Regions from separate parts of the Sus scrofa genome. Here region 2 is linked to region 1. The links are chromatin contacts, called in public HiChIP or PLAC-seq maps. All regions are on one chromosome and are shown on one strand. The core of a region is the stretch at or near the end of the contact, and the rest is flanking DNA. Distances in the headings are between cores, read along the strand shown.

The links. HiChIP or PLAC-seq counts read pairs in DNA pulled down with a chosen protein or histone mark.
Region 2: a contact with region 1 is called in an H3K27ac HiChIP or PLAC-seq map of alveolar macrophages. The contact joins the promoter of TRAF1 here to the promoter of PHF19 in region 1. A contact is called at or near these places in 3 of 5 promoter capture datasets (fetal liver, fetal skeletal muscle and liver), 31 of 47 Hi-C or Micro-C datasets (adipose tissue, alveolar macrophages, blood and 17 more) and 2 of 2 datasets of contacts at active chromatin or transcription factors (alveolar macrophages and skeletal muscle).

Annotation. Positions count from the first base shown.
Region 1 is chr1:260,918,494-260,922,147 of Sscrofa11.1, forward strand. PHF19 (PHD finger protein 19) reads right to left here and starts at 1,283. Exons shown (of 15, transcript XM_021068142.1): 1 at 919-1,283. The coding sequence starts at 970.
Region 2 is chr1:260,972,569-260,976,006 of Sscrofa11.1, forward strand. It overlaps TRAF1 (TNF receptor-associated factor 1), which reads right to left and starts at 1,410. Exons shown (of 9, transcript XM_021068189.1): 1 at 1,330-1,410.

The DNA of each region.
Region 1 (3,654 bases), core at 33-2,532:
TCTCCCTCCACCCCCCTCGTTCCTCTCTCTTCTTCGGGGCAGAGCGTACAGGCACTGGGCAGGGTGTGCAGTCCAAATCTCTGCCTTCTCCCTGCCACCTGGCTCCCGGGCGCTGCAAGGTCCCTGCCCGCTAGGCCTGGGGCCCGGGCCGCGGCAGGTTCACAAACTGACACTTCCTCCCCCGCCGCGCCGTTGGGAGCAGGCCCGGTCGCCGCGCCCCCGCCTTGGCCGGGCCGGGGCCCTCGGGTGGCGGCCCCCCACCCGCGCCTCCATCCTCCCGGAGCGGGCCCCCGAGGGCTGTGATTGGCTGATTCAAACCCATCTGCAAAGAAATGCCTGTTTGCGGGTTCTCGTCGGCGTCCAGTTCAAATCCGCGGCACCCGGAGCGGGGCCGGGCGGGGGCAGGAAGCGAGGATGATTCATGCGCCGGGGCCTCTCCCAGGGCGGCCGTTGGCTTTTTAAAAAGAGTGCTCGGGAGGAGAAAAAAAAAAAAAAAAACTTGCAGAAGTACCCCCTTCGGGTTCAAGCGCTCTTCTCTTCAGTCGCTCCGACGCCAAGCCTCCCCCATCCCAATCCTGCCGCAGCCTGACTTCGGACGTGAGCAAAATCCCAAACGCTCCCATCGGTCTCCAAACACCCCGCCCCAAAAGAAAAAGTAAAGATTTGGGGCTCGGGAATAGCGATCTGTCACACACACCCTCAAAAAGCTCGGGGACCGGTGAGGGGCTCCAGCCTCCCCGCGCACACTGTTCACCCCCTCCGCCCCAAGCGTGCAGCTCCCCAGAACTCCAACACCCCCACCCCCGGAGTCGTAAGATCCGCCAAGTTCAGGGAGATTTCCAAAAGAGGAATGACTGCAGGGAGAAGAGAGTGTGGCAGGGAGTCCCCCGAGCCGGCCGCCTGCAGCGCTGAACTTACCGCGAGGCTGTGTATCCGCCGGTCCCACTTGGAGTCTGGCCACCAGGCGCATCGGTGGCGGAGGCGGCTGCGCTCGGCCCGCGGCTGCCCGGCCGAGTGTCCGCCCGTGGGGCCGGGGTCGGGGTCTCGGCGGGGGCGGGGCGGGGCGGGGGCGCCGCGGGGAGGGGGGGCGGAGGAGGAGGGAGGGGCCGGGGCGCTCAGGAAGGGGGCCCCCGGGCGCGGGGCGCCATCTTTTTCGCGTTTTCCCGCGAATTATTGACGTCCCGCTTATGTAATTAACGGGGGCCGCGCCGGCCTCGCCATTGGAGCCCGCGGCCGCGGGGCCCCGCAGCGCCGCCCGCTCTCCGGCTCCCGCCCCCGGGCCGCCCCCGCGCCGCGCCCAGGCCCCCGCCCCCGCCCCCGCGGGCGCGCATCCTCCGCCGCCACCGCGCGCCCGGCGCAGAAACGCGGAGCCCGCGCCCTGTCCCGGCCGCCCCGCGGAGGCGCAGACAAGACCCGGGCACACGCGGAGGCACGCACTTGCAGAGGAGACACAACTCTGCGCGCAGGCCACAGGCGTCAGCTGGCACAGACACACAGCAGGGAGGTGCAGACACACGCTCGCTGCGTAGACATAGACATAGAACAACCCAAACGGGATTCGCACAACAGGAGCACACGACATCCACGCACTTGCAGCGTGGACAGTCTGCACACGCGCAACACAGAAACAGATCCACGCGCACACAGTTCAAACACAGGTTCACAGCACATGAGATACACGACGCAACACACAATAAAGAGACAGAGTAAAGACACAAATACACAGGAGAGACGCACCGTGTGCACAGCATGGACACAAAACAGGGCATACACGTAGGGCAAACAGGCATAGAGCCGCAACACAGTCATAAACACAGGCACACAAAGAAACTGTACACCAATCACAAAGTGCACACAAACGCAATGCACAAAAACAACACAGATACAATCGCAAATACATACCACACACACAAACACAACGTTGAAATAAATGGCATACAGTGACGGACGACATGCGGAGTCATAGGAATAGGGCTTTGAGGCAAGGGGCCTGGCTCCAGCCGGATCTGGTCCTTGCCCTGGGGAGAATGGGCAGAAATGTCCACATCCAGACTCTCTCTTTGGAGGTGGCCTGGGGTGAAGAATACTTGTCAACCCCTTCCCTTGCCCCTCAGCCCTTCTCTCACCTGCTCCCATCACACTCTCCAGGCACCTGTGTGGCAGGGGAGTGTGTACCTCATGGGTGTGGTCAGTGGACAGCACTCCACCCCTTCCCTGTTGACTGTCAAGTTGTCCATCCCTGGCCCCCTGCTTTGGGCTGTGAGCTCTCTTGCTGTGTGGGTCTGCCCTTAGGATGCACAGGGCAGATATTATACTTGGAAGCACTTATCTCTGGGCTCAGAGGCCAGTTCCACCGATAACCAACCCTGGGACCCTGAGCACAGCACTTTAACTCTTAACCTCAATTTCCTCATCTACATTGATTTACTGGGAAGGTTAGAGTTAACATATGCAAAGCCCCCAGCAGCCAGTGCAGTAAATGATTATTGCACTTTGTCAAGAAGTGATAGATTCATTGCGGGCCCCCTGGGTAGAATTAGAACTGGGAGCTGTGGGGCCCCAGTCTCTGGGGGAGTCAGGCATCAACAAAAACACACTATGAAGGGCGTGGGGCAATGAACTGGATGTGGCATTGGAGGAGTCCTGGCTTCAAGTTCAGCTCTGCCTCAGAGCCAGAGGGAAATTCTGGGTGAGCCAGTCCCCCTGTAGAAATGTTGCCTGTCTGTCCAAAGAGGGTGATGATACTACCCCATCTTACAGGACCATTGGAGAGATGAGGACAGACTAGCATATTGCAGGAGCAGGTGCTTTCGTAAATGAGAAAGTGCTATGCAAAATGAGTTGTTAAAACATTACAAGAAACAATAAAAGCCACTGGAAAGGTATAGTTTCAGGTAACTCTAACTGAATTGAGGAGCAAGGGTAACTATCACAGAAAAGGTGGCATTTAGATGGAATGTGGAAATCCGGGGTAGGTGCTCCCTGCGGAGGGTACGGTGTGTGCAGGAGGCCTGGGACAGAGCGAGAGGCGTCTCCTGGGCTGGAGTTCAGGTGTGCGGAGGGTAAGGCTGGAGAAGGTGGAGCTGAGTGTCCCAGGCTGAGCTTGGTTTTCAGCCCACAGGCCAACCAGGACCACTGAGCAAGTTGTAAGCTGTGTGTGTTCTAGAGAGAGCGGCAAGGAGTCCAGAGCAGAGAAGGGCCATGATCTGAGTTTGCTTCGGATCTGGCAGAAGTAGGTTGACAGTGTGGACAAACCAGAGAAAAGAACGTCAATTTAAAAAAAAAAAAAAATGGGTTAAGGATATCAACAGGCAATTCACAAAAGAGGAAACCTAGGTGGCCAAAAATATGAAAAGATGTTCAGCTTCAGTGGTCATGGGACATGCAAATGAAAAGAGCTATGACACACCATGTCAGATCCACCAGACTGGCAAGGAATAAGAAGTCACTATGGGGGGTGGGTGAGGACCTGGCACCCTGGTAATCCTCATACCCCCTGGCAGGAGATGGACATCAGTCCAGCTACTCTGGAGAACAGTGTGGCCACATCTAATAAAGTTGAAGATGCTCTTATCTACAATTCAATGACTCCACTCCACTCACTCAGCATATAATTGTGAAAAATTAGAAACTAATGATCCATCAACAGCAGGG
Region 2 (3,438 bases), core at 160-2,659, 54 kb after region 1:
CTCCGCCCTCTCCTGGGCCAGCCCTGGTCTGGCTCTGTCTCAGGAGATGACTTTGAGGCTTACTTCAGAGAAAAGAAGAGCAGAAAGCCACTCCCTTAACTGCATCCCCCAAATCTGCAAACTTCCCTGCATCCCCACCTGTTCCCTCTTTTCCTTGGTTTGGCACTGAAAGGCACTTATCTCTCCATCCAAGTTCTGGGTCCCTTCCTTTCTGCTCCCTTTTCTCTGCTCTCTGTCTTCAATGCCTCCCAGCTCCTTCCTATCAGCATCAGAATATGCCTAAGCTGCTCTAATAATTAAAAGTGAAAAGTAATAGGTACTTCTCAGCACTGTGTTAAGTGCTATTACAGACACCATCTCATCTAGTCTTCACCTGAACCCTGTGAGGCAGGCATTGTCATCTTCACCCCCAATTTACAGACAAGGGAACTGAGGCGCAAAGAGGGTCAGTGGCTTGCCCAAGGGCTCAAAGATAGGACTCTGGAATCCTGAGCCTACGTTCTAACCACATATCAGCTTTAAAACCCTCTTCACTCTCACTCCACATTCCTCTCCAGCATCCTCACACTCTCCTCCCTTTAACAAAACTTCTAGAAAATACTGTCTAAAAGGCGCTCTGCGTCCTCACTCCAATCTCCACAGAATCATCTCCCCAAGTTTCTCAATGTGAAGGCTGCCAAATGCCCAGGGTTTGTCCCAGGTTCTAGTCAACCAGCCCTGTGGCCTGCACCTGATGCGCCACCTGGCACCTTTCCATTTCTCTACTTTTCTGTGGCTTTCTGCACCCTTCCGTGCTCCCTGCCCCTATTTCTCCCGCTGCTCCTCCTAGTCGCCTTGACCCTTTACTACTCTGAACTCCATCCACCCCATCTTCCCGAGAGTCCCCTTGGGCCGTCCCAGGTAGGGTTGGTCTCCCGGCTTTTTGATCCCACTGCGTCCGAAGGCAGCTGGAGCACATTCCCCCGCCGCCCGGCGTGGTAATGCCGGGCGGCCTGTCCGTGTTGCCCAGCCCCGTTTGTGCGCTCTCCGGAGGGCAGGTGACAGTCGTCTCGCCACATCTCAAGAAGCGTGCCGAGCGCGGGGAGCAGAGCAGCCCGTGTCTATTCAAGGATGAGAGACTCCAGCGCTGCCCCAGGAACCTGCAAGAAGGGCGGGGGCAGCGAGTCGGTGTCCCGGCGTCGCGCGGGGAGGTCTGCATTTGGGGAGCCCCCGCCCCAGCGACCTGGAACCCGGCTGCCGGCGGCGGGGAGCGCGGGGGCGGGGGGCGGAGCCCTCCGCAGTCCGCGGGCGGGTGAGGGCGGGTGAGGGGCGGGGTGCAGTGCAACCAACCTCTGCGCTGCCGCCGCCGCCGCCGCCGCCGCCGCCGCCACCAGCTCCCCGCGGCCGGCGGGAGCTTCCGGTGGAGAGGGTACTTGGCCCGGCGGCGGAAGCAGGGGAGGGCAGGCCCCGGGCGGGTTCCTATAGCCTGAGCCGCCTCCCGAGGCCGCCCTGGGGGCGGGGCGAGCGCACCCAGATCGGGAAACTGAGGCCCGGCTCCGCGGCGTCGCAGGCTTTGGTTTTCCACTGAAAAGGCATTTTTCCGTTCCCCTCCTCCCCGCGCGTGTTTCTAGCACATGTGTGGGATTCGGTAAAGTGTTCGCAGAATAAACGAATTCAGACCTGGGACTTGAGCCCCCACCCCTGACCTCTGCCTGCCTGCAATCCCGCGTATGGTGGGCGGAGCAGTAGCAAAACCCGAGTCTCAGCCCTCTTGGATTCGGGCAAAGATCCTACACGGGCTCGTTCAAGCTCTTTGGAGCAATCAGCAAGGAGATGTGCAAGGCAATTCCGAAGGCACAGAGCTTATGCAAAACTGGATGTTTTCAGGAGCCATTTCTGGTTTTTGTTTAAACACACACAGAGCCGCTTATTCCCTATGAATTTTGTGTATATCAACCAAAATAGTTACAGAACTTAGTGTTGGGGTAGCATTTTTGTTTAAAAGATACAAACAACCTTTATTTTTGCGAATCTGACAAAGGCCTTTTCTCCATCAAAGCCTAATATCTGCAGGAGTGTTGGGTGAGGAAGGAATGATTTTGTTTTGTTTTAGTTATTAGAGGCACCCATTACATTCTTTATGTATGAGGGGTTTTATTTTGTTTTGTTTTGTTTTAGTCTTGACATCCAACTTGAGTTGGAAAAAGTGTTTTTTTCTCCTTTGGTTTTGTTTGTTTTTAACCTGGGATGTATTTAAGTCTTACACCTACCCAGGGCAGAACGCCCAGCTTCTGAATGAGAAGGTGATGCTACAGGACGGAGTTCTGCTGGAGAAAGGAGGGCCTCTGGTGGTACCTGGAGCCACCTGCCTGCAGTCAAGCAGTGGGTCCCAGGGGCCTCCAAGAGAAGCAGTCACGTGAGACATTGACCAGAGGTGGCCTCTGTGGTCACCTTCAATTCTAAGAGGAAAGAATTTAGAGCTTCGAGTCTCTGATTAAAAAGTCATTGATTCTCAGTCCAATCCTTGAAGGATTTGGGACCTCTAAAAGCCATTCTCTGGTCCCACCTCTCTCCCACACACCCCTTCCTCTCCTCTCCAAGCCAGTGTTAAGTGAACAGGCAACCTGACCTTAACTCTCTTCATGTGCCACATCCTGTTTTCAGATTAATGAGCTCACTTGGTGGAAATTTACCAAAGGAAATAGTTTAATTTTGGAAAGTACCAAAAACTTATCTGTAGTCACTGGGCTTATTTTGGGGGGCTCTTGAAATAGAGGGGGCATCACCAGGGGACCTCTGAGCACTCAGGGAGTGACAAGGCTGCAGAAAATGAAAGCTGAGCCCAATGAGTCTGAACCTGACTCAGAAAGGAATCGAAACTCTTTGGGGACACTCATCTCTACCCAGTAGAAAAAAATTTTTTTTTCCAAAAATAAGTTTAAGAAGAAAATTAGTCCATTTGGCTGAGGCCTAAGATCTTGTGGTATGAACCTGAAGAACCATGATTGAGGAACAAGAAAGCACACACAGGGAAGTAGGGGATGTTTGAGCCTGAGCCGTCCCTCTCAGATCCGTATCTGCTCTGGGGAACTAGCTGTTCTAAGAGGCACCAAAAGGGTTTCATTCTCTACTTTTGCCCCAGTCCTTCAGCTGTCAGGCTCTTGACATTGATGTTGCCTGTTAGCCTTATGCCTCTTGAGTTTGTGGTTCCTGGAAGGAGCTAAGGACTGAATGGCTATGAAGACTCTAGAGAATTAAAGTTTTATAAGCTGTTCTGCTCTGAAGATGGTAGAGCACATGTGACAAGCCCCTTAAGTGTCTGACCACCTCCTGGCCTGCCCTGCTTCCTAAAGGAGAGATTTTTTTTTTTTTAAATGGCTGCACTGGTGGCAAGTGGAAGTTCCTGGGGCTAGGGATAGAATCGGAGCCGCAGCTGTGGTAACACTGGCTCCTTTAACC